Linked DNA regions of Pan troglodytes: region 2 is linked to region 1. Evidence: chromatin contacts called from public Hi-C data. All regions are on one chromosome and are shown on one strand. Each heading gives the region's core, a stretch centred on a gene start, on an enhancer-like site or on the middle of the called end of the contact. The rest is flanking DNA. Distances are from core to core; before and after follow the strand shown.

What was found. Hi-C and Micro-C count contacts between places; a contact is called where the count stands out from the background.
Region 2: a Hi-C map of stem cell-derived neural progenitor cells shows a contact between it and region 1, with 4 times the contacts expected there. The contact joins the promoter of RAP2A here to the enhancer-like site in region 1. A contact is called at or near these places in 1 of 7 Hi-C or Micro-C datasets (stem cell-derived neural progenitor cells) and 1 of 1 datasets of contacts at active chromatin or transcription factors (stem cell-derived excitatory neurons).

What each region holds. Positions count from the first base shown.
Region 1 is chr14:102,707,430-102,715,200 of NHGRI_mPanTro3-v2.0_pri, forward strand. No RefSeq gene overlaps it. Among named protein-coding and RNA genes, the nearest start is that of MBNL2, 30 kb to the right of the region's middle. Within about 2 kb of position 6,467, at least 8 of the 24 cell types and tissues checked have an H3K27ac peak or open chromatin away from gene starts, as enhancers often do. A contact at or near this core is called in stem cell-derived neural progenitor cells, where this site is marked.
Region 2 is chr14:103,033,527-103,040,418 of NHGRI_mPanTro3-v2.0_pri, forward strand. RAP2A (RAP2A, member of RAS oncogene family) reads left to right here and starts at 2,184. Exons shown (of 2, transcript XM_509705.7): 1 at 2,184-2,804. The coding sequence starts at 2,491.

The DNA of each region.
Region 1 (7,771 bases), core at 5,217-7,716:
CTTGCTGGAAGCTGATTAGATGGTGCCCACCTAGGTTGAGGATGGGTCTGCCTTTCCCAGTCCAGTGACTCAAATGTTAATCTCCTTTGGCAACGCCCTCACAGACACACTCGGGAACACTACTTTGCACCCTTCAGTCAAGTTAACACTCAATATTAACTATCATAATATCTAATCTTATATTTTCCATATGTGGGCCCCCAAGAGGTTAGAGGCCAAAGCTTGAAGCAACCAGGTACAAACAAGAAATTTTGTTTAAAATGTAAAGGAAATGTTAAAAAAATTAAACAACATTTTAGAATATTGTGTTTCATCCTAAAAACCCATGCAAAATTTACTTGCTACTTCATAATATTTCTGTGTCATCTCTCCCTTCCCCATCCCCCAAAAGCTGTGAGTTATAAATGTCCTCCTGGGGCCAGGTGCAGTGGCTCACGCCTGTAATCCCAGCACTTTGGGATGCCAAGGCAGGTGGATCACCTGAGGTCAGGGGTTCGAGACCAGCTTGGCCAACATGGTGAAACCCCATCTCTACTAAAAATACAAAAACTAGCTGGGCATGGTGGCGGGCGCCTGTAATTCCAGCTACTTGGGAGACTGAGGCAGGAGGATCGCTTGAACCTGGGAGGCAGAGGTTGCAGTGAGCTTAGCTTGTGCCATTGCACTCCAGTCTGGGTGACAAGAGGGAAACTCTGTATCAGAAAAAAAAAAAAAAAAGTGCTCCTGGAACATGGGCCAAGTTCATCCTGGGACTTCGTGACAATCCCTCCTGTCCTCTCCTGCCCAAGCCCTCGGGGGCTGCACATGCCTCAGCTGAAGAAGAAATACTGCCTGTTGGCCCAACTTGATTCTTACATAGTTTCTTCTCTGGATGGTATGATATAAAAGTCAAACCACAGAGGTTCTAAGTTAACAGAGAAAATGGTGAAGGGGACCAAAAATAAAGAGAAATGATTATTATTGTTATTATTTTGAAGTGAATAGGAATAGGAGTTTTCTCTGGGCTGGCATGACAGCATTCGGGGGATGGAGCTGGCCTCCTGGTATCTTGCTGCAATATCAGAATGGTGGGGAACCCTTGCCCTGACAGCATCGCAGACTGTCAGTGATCCATCACTGTTTATCATACTCACATTAAATTATGCTTGGCGTGTACTATAAGTCTGTAAACCCTGCCAGATTCGGTCTCTGGCTGCAACGTGGCTGCCTCTGACTAAGGAGTCTTGATGGGTATTTTATCATCTTTTTAGAGATGGACGTCGCTTGGGCCTTCTTAGGTAATGTGAGGTATGGTGTTTCCATGAGACCAGAGTAGCTCTCAAGGCGTGATATTTTTCTAGGGGAAGAGCTCTGGGAAAGGGGCTCATGTATTTTTGGCCCTAGACCTGACTTTTTTTTAGCTGGCGAATGTGATAAACAGGCTGAATCCTAACTTTCTGTTGGCTGCCCTGATTCTGCGCTGACTCAGCTTTCTTTGTGGCTTCCTGCCAATGCATGTAAGGTACCATCCAAAGTCTGGGAGAAGATGCTCAGTCATCTTTTTATTGTTTCTAGAGAAATGTCCTTAGTGAACAAATAGCCCTGATTGACAGCCATAAAATAAGAGAATTATATCATATAATGTCTACGGTGCTTTCCAGTGTGTGCATTTTTAAACTTTGAAATTTCCAGTTAAATTGAGAGGGAGAGATGCTTCATAGCCCCACAAGAGGTGGGGAGGGGGAACCTTAAAGTATTTCCTGAGCTGAAGTTTCCAATGAAGCAGAAGCATGTTGTAAGTCAGTACCCAGACTACACAAGACTAAAGTGTCCACTCTCTTTATATCAGAGAGGAATCAAACTAAAACTTTTTGAGGGAAGGTTCAGATTGAGAGTTAGTCTGCTTAATAAGGGATAAATGACCCCACCAGCTCATTAAGTGGAACCTCAGGGACTTACCCTGGAGAATGTCCAAATGTGCATCTCTCTCTCCTGGACCCGATGAGCATAGGATAAACATGCTTAATTTGTAATATTCCTTTCTCTGCAACATAAATGACGTAGCTTGGGCAGGCAAGGCTGACCCTTTGATATATTTCACCGATGGTAGGATCTTTAAAACATGAAAGTTTGTTCAGAGACCACAGCTCTAAGCCTGTAGATCATTTTGGAGAGGATGGAAGCCAGGTAGCCTTTGGCAGGGCCCCTGGCATGCTTGGTGCTGTCTTGCTTGATGAGAAATGCGTGGTTCCACCGCCGGGGGTGGGCGGGGGGATTATCCAACAATTTATTTCTACACAACAACGGCACATTAAAAAAAAAAAAAAAAAAAGGCTTGGCTCAGAATGTGAGAGCTGAAATGAACCTTCAGGGTCACCTCCATCAACCCCTCTCTCCGCAAACAAAGAACACCAGGACCCCACACGGCTAAGTGGGTGGGTCCCGCTCCCATAGCTAATTAACGGCAGACTCAGGTATAGAAACCTGGTATCTGTAATCAAAATGGCCCTAATTCAAAACCTGGTCGGGCCACTCAGTAAGCCATGTTCCCCTCGGTAATTTATCCAGTCCCCCCTGAGCCTCACTTTGCTCCGCCACAAAACAAGAATGACCTTCCTTGCTTTTTAGGGCTCCTCTGCAGATTAAATTCATTAGCACCTCGAACGTTGGAAAGACACAATATTTTCTTGCCCTCCCCTCCTCTTATCAGCTTGAATCGATGCGTCATGAACTCAGTGATTTCCTCTTCGCAAGCCTGCTCTGGATGCAGTCTGGTGTTACATAACCGGCTGGCTGAGGACGCAGGTCCCCTGGGCGCTGCCGGCGCGCTGTGACCAGACACGCGGGCGCGGGTGGGGGGTTCCGTCCAGCAGAGGGCGGCAAAGGACGCCCGGCGCGGTCCCACGGCCCTGCGGGCGAGCAGCAAGCTACTGCGTTCCCTTCGGGAAGGCCTAATGAGCTCTTCCTGCACCGTGTTCTTTTCGGTAGAAGCATTTTTCCTGCCTCACTTAAGTGAGTACACAGTGTTTTGGCAACTGCCATGTGTCCACATTTTTTTTTAGTTTTTGCTTTGTTTGGTTCTGGTTTACTTGAGGGGCGCTCATGACATTTGCTAAGCATCTCCACGCTTATGGTCTTCTCGCAGTTTGATGTCTCCAGTGCCCCAAAAGGAGTCATTTTTATTCCCAATTTACAGATGATGACGGCGATATTCAGATAAGTTTAGTGACGTGGCAGAAGCAGATGCCCTTTCTAAACCAAGGAGGGGGCTGGGATGAGGAAGGGGAGGTATTTAATTTGACCGTTTCTGCCTCCTTCTGTCAGACATATTCGACAGGATTTATTCGGTGCTTGAGGTAAGTCAGGCACTTTTGTAAGTGCCTGGGAACATGAAACAAAAAGGAGGTGGCAAGTCTTCAATTTAATTCGAAAGACTGCATAATTTTTTTGACCTCTGAAAGTGGTTTGGGAGGAGGTAGAGGCTGGGTTTCCTGCAGTGTAGACAGGGTCTGTTACACCTGCTCCCTCCCAGAACTGCTGGATCGCAATCTGCAGTTTCACAAGCCCCCAGGTGACTTATCCGCGCACTTTAAAGTGTGAGATGCGCAGCCCTGGAGGGTACCCAGGAGCTCCATTCAAATATTTGGAAGGCCAATATTTGAAAGAGTAAGTGTATTTGTTTTGTTTTGCTCTAAAAGATAGGTTTAAGTTTAATTAACATAAGCCACAAGAAAACGAGATTTCCAAATCCTGTAATGAACAGGGGATTTGGAGTCGGGCCTTCTCCCAAACCTTACTAGCTTGTTACTAGTTGCCAGGTGAGTTGAAGCTGGAGGGACTTGGCGAAACTTCTTCTCTCTGATTCTTATGACTCCTAAGATGGGAATGTTGTTCTCTAGCCCCCACTGGGTGACTGCTGTTGGCTTTTCCCCATCGAATGAGATAGGAAATTTGAAAGTTGTAATTATTAACTGCCCGGGTCAGAGATAGAGCGCTCTGCTCTGTGAGGTAGTAAGTGGCTCTTCACACATTGAGGGACAGTGCAAATGGAGGTGGGGATGTATATTTGGGGCTCTTATGAAATTCAGTATGGTTGGGGCATGTAGTGGGGATGGAGGTGGAGGTGAAGAATGCGAGAGCTGATGGCACAATTAGGACTAGAACCCAGAAGTTCACTCATTTCATAGTTATTGTGTTAGAAGTAAGAGCAGTCCCCACAATGCCCCACCCTTAGTTCGGCTCCCCCCCTCCCCCCGCCTTACAGACAGGGTCTTGCTCTGATGTCCTGGCTGGAGTGCAGTGGTGCCATTATAGCTCACTGTAGCCTTGAAACCCCCCTGGGCTCAAGGTGTGAGCCACTACACCTGGCCTGACGCCTTAAAACTAATGCTAGATGACATCTGCTTAGTTGGGAGCATCACAGACCACGTAGCAGGGGTGTCCAATCTTTTGGCTTCCCTGGGCCACACTGGAAGAGGAAGGATTGTTTTGAACTACACATAAAATACACTAACACTAACAATAGCTGACATGTTAAAAAAATAAAACAAACTCATAATGTTTTAAGAAAGTTTAAGAATTTGTGTTGGGCTGCATTCAAAGCTGTCCTGGGCCACATGCCACCCATGGGCTGCAGGTTGGAAAAGCTTGACCTGGATTCTTCTAGCTAATTGTGAGTATAGGAGAAGGCCGTCTGTTTACTGCTTCTGGAGCCCTCTGCGTAAGTGCAATTAGGAACGAGTGGAAACAATGAGGAGGGGAGCATAAGAATAGCTTGGTTGTGACCACTGGAACCCAAAGCAGCACTTGTCTTGTCAGCGCTGTGTTATCAATCAGGAAGGCAGCCGTGGCTTCTCCCGGGAGGCAGGCACCAAGATGAGGAAGCCTGAAGCTCTGGGCCCTGCAGAGTCCTTTCAGTGCAGGGGGGCAGAGAGAAGGAGCGTGAGGAGACCCACATGGGAGGCACGCAGGAGGCCCTCCGTGTATGTCTATGGAATGGGCCCCTCAAGGAGCCGCTAAGCAGCGGGAAACTCCACCCACTGGCTTATTCTCACCCCTGGGCTCCTCCATCCACTCACCCTTCATAGAGCCCAAAACAAAGACAAAACTTGTGCCAGCTTCAGAAAGGTCAGTTCTGATTTAGACCTTTGGTCTGACTTGAATGGCATCTCTTAAATACTGAGTTAATTAAAGAAAGGGCACAATCTACAGAAACCCATTCTATCAAGTTCTGCCTCAGAGAACGCCCGTTAGCCTGACATAGGATGTTTCCTTAGTGTTGTCGTTGCCTGTTGTTGGGCCCTCCAGACAAGCTCAGCGCCGTAGTGGCTCCATGTTCGAGCTCTGTTTTGTAAGCCATCTAGCATTTCGCTTCCAAGGGTGGAAGGCTGGAGTGGCAGAGGAGCTGAGAAATGTAATATCAGCCAGTGAGAAATGCAGACTGGAACCTGAACCGTCTTTGGTTCACATAGTCTTGGTTGAAATGATGTGGTCATTTATCTCGATGGATGTTTGTCCTACTCAAGACAGTTTCTTCCTAAACCAGGGCAAGACTTTCCCCCTCCCCTCCTTTCTCCACTTCTCTTCTTCCATCCCCTCAGCATTGAATCCTTCCAGTGCCCAGGAATTCCTCCAGATCCTATACGTTCCAGAAACAGGCAACCTCCTGCTCATTCAAGGAATGCTGGAATTTAATACTGTCTGTGCCACCTTTTTTTTGCCCTGAATGATGAATGAGTGAATGAATGAATGAATCACATAGAAAACACCTTGTCGTTTCAACTTAATTCTGAAAATACATTCAAATGTATTTTTGTGCTTTTTGCTGAGTTTCTACCTGAAACAGCTGCCCATCCTTTTCACACCATTGGCAGTTTCGTGTGATTTTATTTTTTCCCTTCCTCAGATTTCCTGGTTACTTTTTTTTTCAAAGCATGAAGCTGTAAAAAGAGTGTGGGATTTGGAACTGGGCTGCCTGCATATTAGTCCCAGCCTTGCCCCCGACTCGCTGACAAACCCTGAGCATGCCACTCACCCTGTGAGCCTCAGTTTCCCCACCAGTGAACGGAGACCCAGCCAAGCTCCCGCGAGTTCTGTGAGGATGTACAAAAAAGAGCTTTGAAAAGGTGACATGCAGATGACTCTCTTTCTTTTCTTTTCTCTTTCTTTCTTTCTCTCTCTCTCCCTCCCCACCTCCCTCCCTTCCTCCCTCTCTCTCTCTTTCTCTCTCTTTCTTTCTTTCTCTTTTCTTTCTTTTCCTCTACTGTGTCATCTCCATTTGCTTTCTCTAATGTTCTTCTCTTTTCTCTCCTGAAAACTGGCATTTCAAAAACTGTTGCTGTTGCAATGAGTACTTGCCTTTTAAAAATCTTCAAGTTGCTAAGCAGCGTCAGCCCCCCCTTCCCCTTTTGTGCAGCCTGGTTGCCATAGTATCATCTGAGCATGGTAACAAGAGGCAAAGAGCAATCATTTTTCACTAAATAGGGCTGGGCAGACAGATAAACATGCTGCAGTGTTTCCTTACAACCTGTCTCGAGGAAGGGGGGATGCTGCTCTGTAGTACACAACTCTGTTGCTTTCATCAGCCGCTACCTTGGTTTCCTGTTGGCTGAGAGCGGCTCTCCTCACCTGTAGCTCCTGGCATGTCATCCCACCCCTGGCACAGCACTTCCTAAAAAAGGCTTTTGAAGGGATGCTGCTGCTACTCCCTTATTTGTAGCTATTTAGGGCTAAATGCAGACTCAGATCCTTCTCAGATAGTTGCTAAACATAGAACATTGAGTGTGAATCAGTACTGTGCCTAAAGTTTCTTGTGTCGTAGCAGGTTTGGAGAAGATAATTAATAAACGTCATCGGAGTGACATCAAAGGGTGTTCTTCAAAAAATGGAAGAGGTTAAGAGAGAGATGAAAATAAAGAACCTACTTGAAATCTAACATGTATTTGAGAAATTTAAATCCAGATTCCTGTTCTTCAGCTCACAAGATCAGATACATGATTAGCAAGGTTATGAACTGAAGCACGGGGCAGAGAGGGAAGTTTTTCCCCTTGGTCCATGTAGGCAGGGAATGTCCACAGGTATGGGTTGACTCATTAAAATACGGAGACATTTCCCTATGCATTGGTGCTGCTCTAGTGCACAGTGTCCTCTTAGTGCCCGGCCACCCTCACTCCAACCCCAGGACCCTAGGGGGTCCCCACAACCCACTGTCAAAGGGTTAAGGCTGGCACAGCATGGGGTTCTCCAGGAGCCTGCAATACCCCCACCCCAGCCCCTAGATCTGAGGCCAGCAACTATTCTGATGAGTCAGGGTCACTGCCTTACTCCCTTGTTAAGTCTTAGGAATATCAGCTCCTAAAGCTACCCACATGTACGCCTAACCTTTTTCTAAATAAGTCCATTTTTCTTGTGGAAGCAAAATTTACTCTTCCAGATTAAGCCATCAGCGGAGTGTGCCGCCCTCTGCAGACACCCAGCCCTCTTTGGGAAGACATTCCCTTTGAACTTGGGTCGCAGGATTGAGATGAACAAGCACTGTCACCCCTACTCTCATGCTCGACTGCCCCATGACAATGACACAATTGCCAGGCAGCTGCTTAAAATGAGGAGCTCACTCCATGGCTTCAGGGGGCTGTGTGTGTCGATCCTCTGAGCTGATTTCCCTACATCTTAAACATGCATGGCTCAGAGGGACCTACAAAGAGGCCTTTTCAGGCAAGGGCAGGGCTATCCCCAGACTCCTTTAAACAAATCAACTTCTCCCTTAAAGCGGAACCAAGTTTCCCCTTCCATG
Region 2 (6,892 bases), core at 934-3,433, 320 kb after region 1:
TAGTAGATCCTCTTCGGTTCCAGTTCCCTTAAAACAGTCCTGATTCTTAGTCCTTTTTATTAATATAATACCTTCACTGCTGATTCTGGTGGCTCAGATAGTACCATTCATATTTTAATGATATGTAATCAAGAAATGCTGAGTTATATTTTACTACATACACATTTTTAAATTCAGAGGACATTTGTCCTTGATAATTTTAAATGAAAACTTGGTGTGTGTTCATTACAGCAAGGTAATGCAAATATAAGTTATCCATTCTAATATAACGAAGCTATAGGGAAATAAGAAACTACTAAATTTGAGTAGTCTTTGTAGTAGTTTGACTATCGACAGAAAAGATGGTGAAAGAATACCTGGCTTTTAACTCAGACCAAAATCCCCTCTGCATGATGACCTTGTGGGAAAGAGGAACGGGGAGAGGTATGCCAGGCTCTAACAATAGAACTACAGAAATGTGTTATTCGCAGGAAATGTGCGACAGTAACGAACAGGTGAGACTAGTTTGAGAAGGACATAGTTTAAAGAAAGTAAACCGAATAACCAGTTACTGCAAAAAATAATGCAGGAATGCTTGGGGATGTATCGTCTCCTAAATTTGACGTTATGGGTGGGAGAGGGTGTGTAACTAAGATGCAATGCTAGCGACAGAACGCTAAGTTTTAAAACTCAATAGTGAAAGAAAAAAATAATGTTTTGGGAGGAACGCCTGGAAGACCCATGCAACTGCTGCACGATGTTTCCTTAAGGACCGGAACATTTCTCACCCTGAAGACAAAAGTCCCTGTGTTCTCGATTCAGCCCACATCCCTCAGCACCATTTCCATGCCCATCATTTAGGCAGAATGCCACGGAGACGACGTGAAAAGTGGAATTCATCATTCTGGCTTGCAACGCATCTTGTTCTTTTGCCAGAACAGGGCACAGCAACTGGCTCCTCAATCTCTGCCCCTCCCAAACCCCAGCAGCCGGTCCCTGTCTCCATCCCGCCGGCCTCGGTGGCAAGGGGCTCGCGAGCTCTGGTTGGCTTGGCCGAAGCTTCCGTCACTCGCCAGCTCAACTACGATTGGTTGGCAGAGCGTGCGCGAAGAGCCCGGCCTGGCAAGGCACTGGGAGGTGGGCTTGCGGATCCTGCGACTAGCGTTTTTCTCGACTGGTTGAAGGAGGAAAGTCAGGTGGCATGGGGACGCTCTCTTATTGGTCGTGAATGGTACCTTGTGGTACAGAGACGTGATGTGGTTGGCTAGAATGAATCCCAGCTTCCCACTAGATAGATGCCCCTAGCTGGCTGTTGCTATGAAGTGTCCTGGGCCTTCCGGCTGCCGTTCGGGATTCCGCTCTCCAGGTTTTCAACTCACCCGTGGCTGGCAGGGCGTGGGAAGAGCTCGACTTCAGTTCGGCACTGAAAGGGGCGGGTCTAGGAGAAATGTGGGCGGGTCCAGAGGGTTGGTGGGCGGGACCCCGACGACGTCAGCGGGCTTGGACCCGACTTCCGTGGTGTGTGGCCGCCTCTGACTCGCCCCTCTGGCGCGCTGCTGGAGGGGGGCGTCACCCTCCCATCAATGTCCTAACGCTCCAAAGCTTCATTTTGTTGCGTTTACACAACTTCAGGCAGAAGCCTGTAGGTGCCCCCCCCTTAAAGCTTCACATGCTAATACAAGATAAAACCAAAGCTCTAGGAGTGCTGACAGACTGGGTGGCATCGGACAAAGGCCCTCGCGGCCCCTCTTGGGCCCTGGGCATCTATCTCCTTCACTCCCCGCCTCAGGATAAAGCTTGGAGGTAGCTCTAGCCCCTCTACCATCTCATCCCTTCCGAATTCTTAATGTCTGAGTCGTCTCAGGTTGACGCTGCTCCTGGCTTGGGCGGGAACTGCGCATGCTCGGTACACAGGCCCTGGGGTCTGACTGGGCGCGCAGGGTTCGGCGCTGCTGGGCGGTCGCGGTGCTTGTTTATCTCCGCGCCGGCAGAAGCTTCCGAGCCGCGCAAAGCCTCTCGGGAGCGCTCGCGGCCCGTCGCCTAGGAGACGGGGGCGGGGGCGGGGCTGCGCCGCGGGCTCCGCCCCGGCCGCCGGACCCCGCCCCTGGCCGCGCTGCGGCTGGGGCTCGGGCGCGCGCTCGAGCGCTGGGGGTAGCGGCGGCGGCGGCGGCGGGCGGGGATCTGGGCGTGGAGGCGCGAGGGGCGGGGCGGGCGGCACTGCGGGCCCGCGGCTCGGGCGGCTCCAGCGGCTACCGGTCTCTCTCTGCTAGCCCTGAGTCCCACCCGGTGCCTACGGGGCCTCATCGCTGCCCGGCTCGGCCCATGCCCAGGGCCGCTGCTCCCTCAGTTGCCGCCGCCGCCGCCGGCGCCCAGGGGGCCGCCGCGGCTGTGAGGTGGGGGCGGCAGCGGGAGGCGGCGGGGCGGGCCGCCGGGGCCGGGGCTGGGGGCGCAGCGCGGCCGGCGTAGGTCTATGTCGCGGGCGGCGGCGGCGGCGGCGGCCGCGGAGGGACGATGCGCGAGTACAAAGTGGTGGTGCTGGGCTCGGGCGGGGTAGGCAAATCCGCCCTGACCGTGCAGTTCGTGACCGGCACCTTCATCGAGAAATACGACCCCACCATCGAGGACTTCTACCGCAAGGAGATCGAGGTGGATTCGTCGCCGTCGGTGCTGGAGATCCTGGACACGGCGGGCACCGAGCAGTTCGCGTCCATGCGGGACCTGTACATCAAGAACGGCCAGGGCTTCATCCTCGTCTACAGCCTCGTCAACCAGCAGAGCTTCCAGGACATCAAGCCCATGCGGGACCAGATCATCCGCGTGAAGCGGTGAGCGAGGGCGCACGGGAGCTTGGCGGCTGCACCCCGGAGTCACCGTCCCGGGGCCGGAACTCCCCGCGCGGGGCTCCGGGGAAGGGGCTGTCTGGGGGGTGGCTCCAAGCTGGAGGCTTTACTATTGTCATTCTGCTCCTCCTCCTCAATCTCAAATTTGAGTGCTTTGTTTCACAACTAAAATTTGGCATCGTGTTAGCCCACAGAACAGCTCTTTGTCTCTTGGACGTTGTTAGCATTGCTTGTTACAGAGCCCCAAAGGAAACAAAGTTTAAAACTTGCAGGGGGGAAAGGGGTGGATAGATTTGTCTTGGGAAGAGAGGAACTGTGCAGGTATAGTCGAGACATTTGCAGACTGAACAACAACAACAATCTGCCTTGGCAATGTTTGACAGTAAAAATCGCTCACACACCTATACAGTAAAGTCAAGTCCAGAGGAAGGAGACCTTTCTCATCTCGTTAAAGGTTTATGGTTCCAAGGCGTTTTACAAAAATGAAGTCTCTAATTTAGTGCAAAACTTTAAAGACAGATTATCAAATTATTTGAAGACATCATAAGCTAAATGGGGTTTCGAGAATATTAACATAGAGGAGTACAAATAAGCCATTCACAGGAAAAGAATGCAGCTTAACTGTTTTTTTGTTTTTGTTTTTGTTTTTAATATAGCCGCCTTAACCCCTTCCAAAAAACAAAAACACCACCACACCACCACCACCAGTTCCTGGAAACAAAACAGAAGCTTCTTCAAAAGTGTGACACAAGTATTAGCTAATTTAAAGTTAATGTTAATAAGCCTTTTTATATATATATAAATTCTTTTCTAAAGTATACATTTTGGAAATATGGCTGATAAATGATTTTAAATGGTTGTTTTCTCTTAAATTCACTGAATATATTTTTCCGTGTAATTTTAAGCATTAGAAATGTGATAATATCTTAGTTCAAAGTTTTGGCAAATTTTTCTAATTATCATTTAATTACACATTACTGTTTCATCTAGTTCTTGTTAGTTAATGCCTGCTGATAATTTTGGTGTCCTTTTTTTCCTGCCTTATTCTACCTAGAGCCTAAATCTGAAGACCTTTACTGAAAGATGGTTGTAAGTGCACCGTAGACACAGTCACATTGTAAGTCAGTTTGAGTCCACTCATTTTGAAAGAGCAAGGACCAAGTTATGTGTACCCAGGGGATGATCAAAAATTCATTACGAGTAGTGAGTTTTTAATGCAACCTATGAGATCAAAGAGAAGGCTCTCTTTCTATTGCTCCACCCCCCCTTAACTAATTGAGTATGCACTTTAATCGCTGAACTAAAATCGTGCATGTTATTCATCCTTGTGTTAAATTCCAAACTAGAATAAAGCAGATATTTTCGTGGTCTCTGCTCCTAAGATTTGTAAATTTGATAGCTTTGTACTTCTCCAGTATCATTTTCCTAAAGTTAAATGTTTATAGTTAAGAGATGAACAATTCTGGTGTTAAACTTAGTATGAGGATGGCATTTAAGGGGCTACATTTAAGTTACTTAAATTCTTATTACCCCCTCCCCCAACCACTCAATTAAAAAGAAACAAACCAAACCAACTGCAGGGTAGTCTGATACATTGCCACATGTCAATGTTAGGCCAAATGCCTACATCAAAAAATAATCTAAGTAAATGCCCCAACTGCCTCACCCTTCACATTTAGATATATATGCTTAAAGATATGAAGATGCAGATATACACTGATAAAGCCATATACCCATGGCTAACTTCTTGACACAAGCCTAGGGAACAAATACGGCAAAATATTATTGGATAATATGGTCCACATAATTTTGTAGTTTCTTGTAATTTAGTGCAGATTACTTTTCTCAGTTATAATAATAGGTTAGTCTAAACTCAGTATATTGGAGCAATTTGTTTATTTTCACTATGACCCAGAGGAAAAACATAGAGTAAAATTCTGCATGCCAGTATCATTTTACTCACTAGTCTCAGTTCTTGACATAAAAAGATCATTGATCAGCTGAAGTAGAGTTCATAAATTCTCTTCACCAGAATTCAACCGTTGTATACATAAGAACCTCTTGGACCCTCACTTGTGTGTCTTTGTAATATGGTAGTAGTAAGGTATTTTACACCTCATCCTAACCCCAGCGTCTGGCTTCCCATCATTGATGGAGAGGACGTGTGAATGCAGGTGGCCTCTTCTTTACCAGTCTTTCAGTATTTGATACCTACTGTCAAATTCAGTATTCAGCTTTAGGTCTAGGTCAGCACTTTTCAATAGAGATATAACGTGAGCCACATATGTAATTTTAACATTCCTAGTAGCTGATTTTTTAAAAATAACATAAATATATGGAATTAATTTTAATGTATTTTATTTAACCCACCATATTTAAAATAGAATCATTTTGACATGTCAGTATTCAAAAATTATTAATAAGGTACTTTACTTCTTTATACTGTGTCTTCAAAGTTTGGTATGTGTTTGACCTACCACATCTCAATTCAAACAAGTCACATTTCAAGTGCTCAGTAGCCGTTATGTGGCCACAGGCTGCCATATTGGACAACAGAGGTCTAAGATGTATATGATTTGGGGAAATGCTTGCTTATTTCTCTAAGCTTCAGTTTCCTTATCTGTGAAATAGAGATTAGCATGCACCTTCCAGAGTCCTTGTTAGAATTAAATGAGATAATGTATTTTAACATTCCCAAAACAATACCAGTACACAGACATTGCTCAAAAAATTCTAGCTGTCATTCTTACTTTAATAACTTTGTCATTTATCTTCCTTAAATGTTACCCTTGATATAAATGTAATTTTAGAAGAAATAAATTTGTAACTGCATTTTGGAATTCATTACTTAGTATATTCAAGATGAGACTTTGTGTTGGTATTCTCTTGAAATTATTTCCCCTTATGAAGGATCTGATGGAAAAGGGCATGAGAATGAACATTTAACTTCAAGTACAGTATAGCAATAATGCATAGCACTAATGCATAGCCAAACAACGAATGGAGCTTTTCATTTTTCATTTTCATTTCAAATAATAGCAGTCATTTTCAAGGATTGCTATTACTTGAAATGTTTCACTTTTAAGAAATGTGAAACTGACCCATACTCCCTTAAGTGTCTGTAAGTGTACATACCTCCGTATACATACATGACCTCTTGTCAAAGCCAAGTGGACCAACTGAAAATGGCTATATTTGTAAATTCATATGCTTTCTTTTCTTAACTTGATTTTGGGTGAGATGACACACACAGAGAAGAGTAACAGGGATATAGGAAATGTTTTTCAGTTGAAATAAAACTAGAATTTTTTTCTGATTTTGTAATTGCTTTTCTCATTGTTACCCATGCCAGGATCAGCCATGGTCCTGACGTGAAGTTCTTGGAACATGATATACAAGGCCTCTTTGCTGTTAGGAAAAAGTCCAGAAATCTTCAACATGACCTTTCACAGTCCAGCTTGCTCTTATCCCTCCCTGCCTGTGCAGCCTCACCTCTTGCACCCATCCTTTTATTCTAGCACCCAGACCTTAAGTCCTTGAAAGTACCTTTCTCTGGGCTCTCCTTTGGCCTGTGGAAATCTACCTTTTGCAGAGTTAATTCCTACTCCGTCTTTCACCCTCACCCCTGCTTAATCCATTTATACCGGAGGTTGCAAATGTTTTTTGTGAAATATCAGACCTTAGCAATGACCTTGAACAGTAGGATATAAATAACTCCCACAAGCTTAGCGTTCCAATAATGGAACACTAGGCATAGATGAGTTAAAAGATTTTTCCCCACTGAGGGAAGATGTCCTCTCAAACCAAAGTACCCCTTTCCTGTCTTCCCTTACTAAACTTTATGCCTCACCTCTTCGCTGAATCACACATACCCTGTCCTTTCCCTTTTCTTTGAAGCACTCATCCAAATTTAATTATTTGTGTGATAATTTATGGGTAGCCAGCCTTTCTCACAAAACTCTAAGCCCACGTAGGTAACACAGCTACTACTAGCACATAGGAAACAAGAAAAAATGTTGAAAAAATGAATGTTCAGAAAGAAAAGTATTTGTATTGTTGTTTGGCCTCAGTTT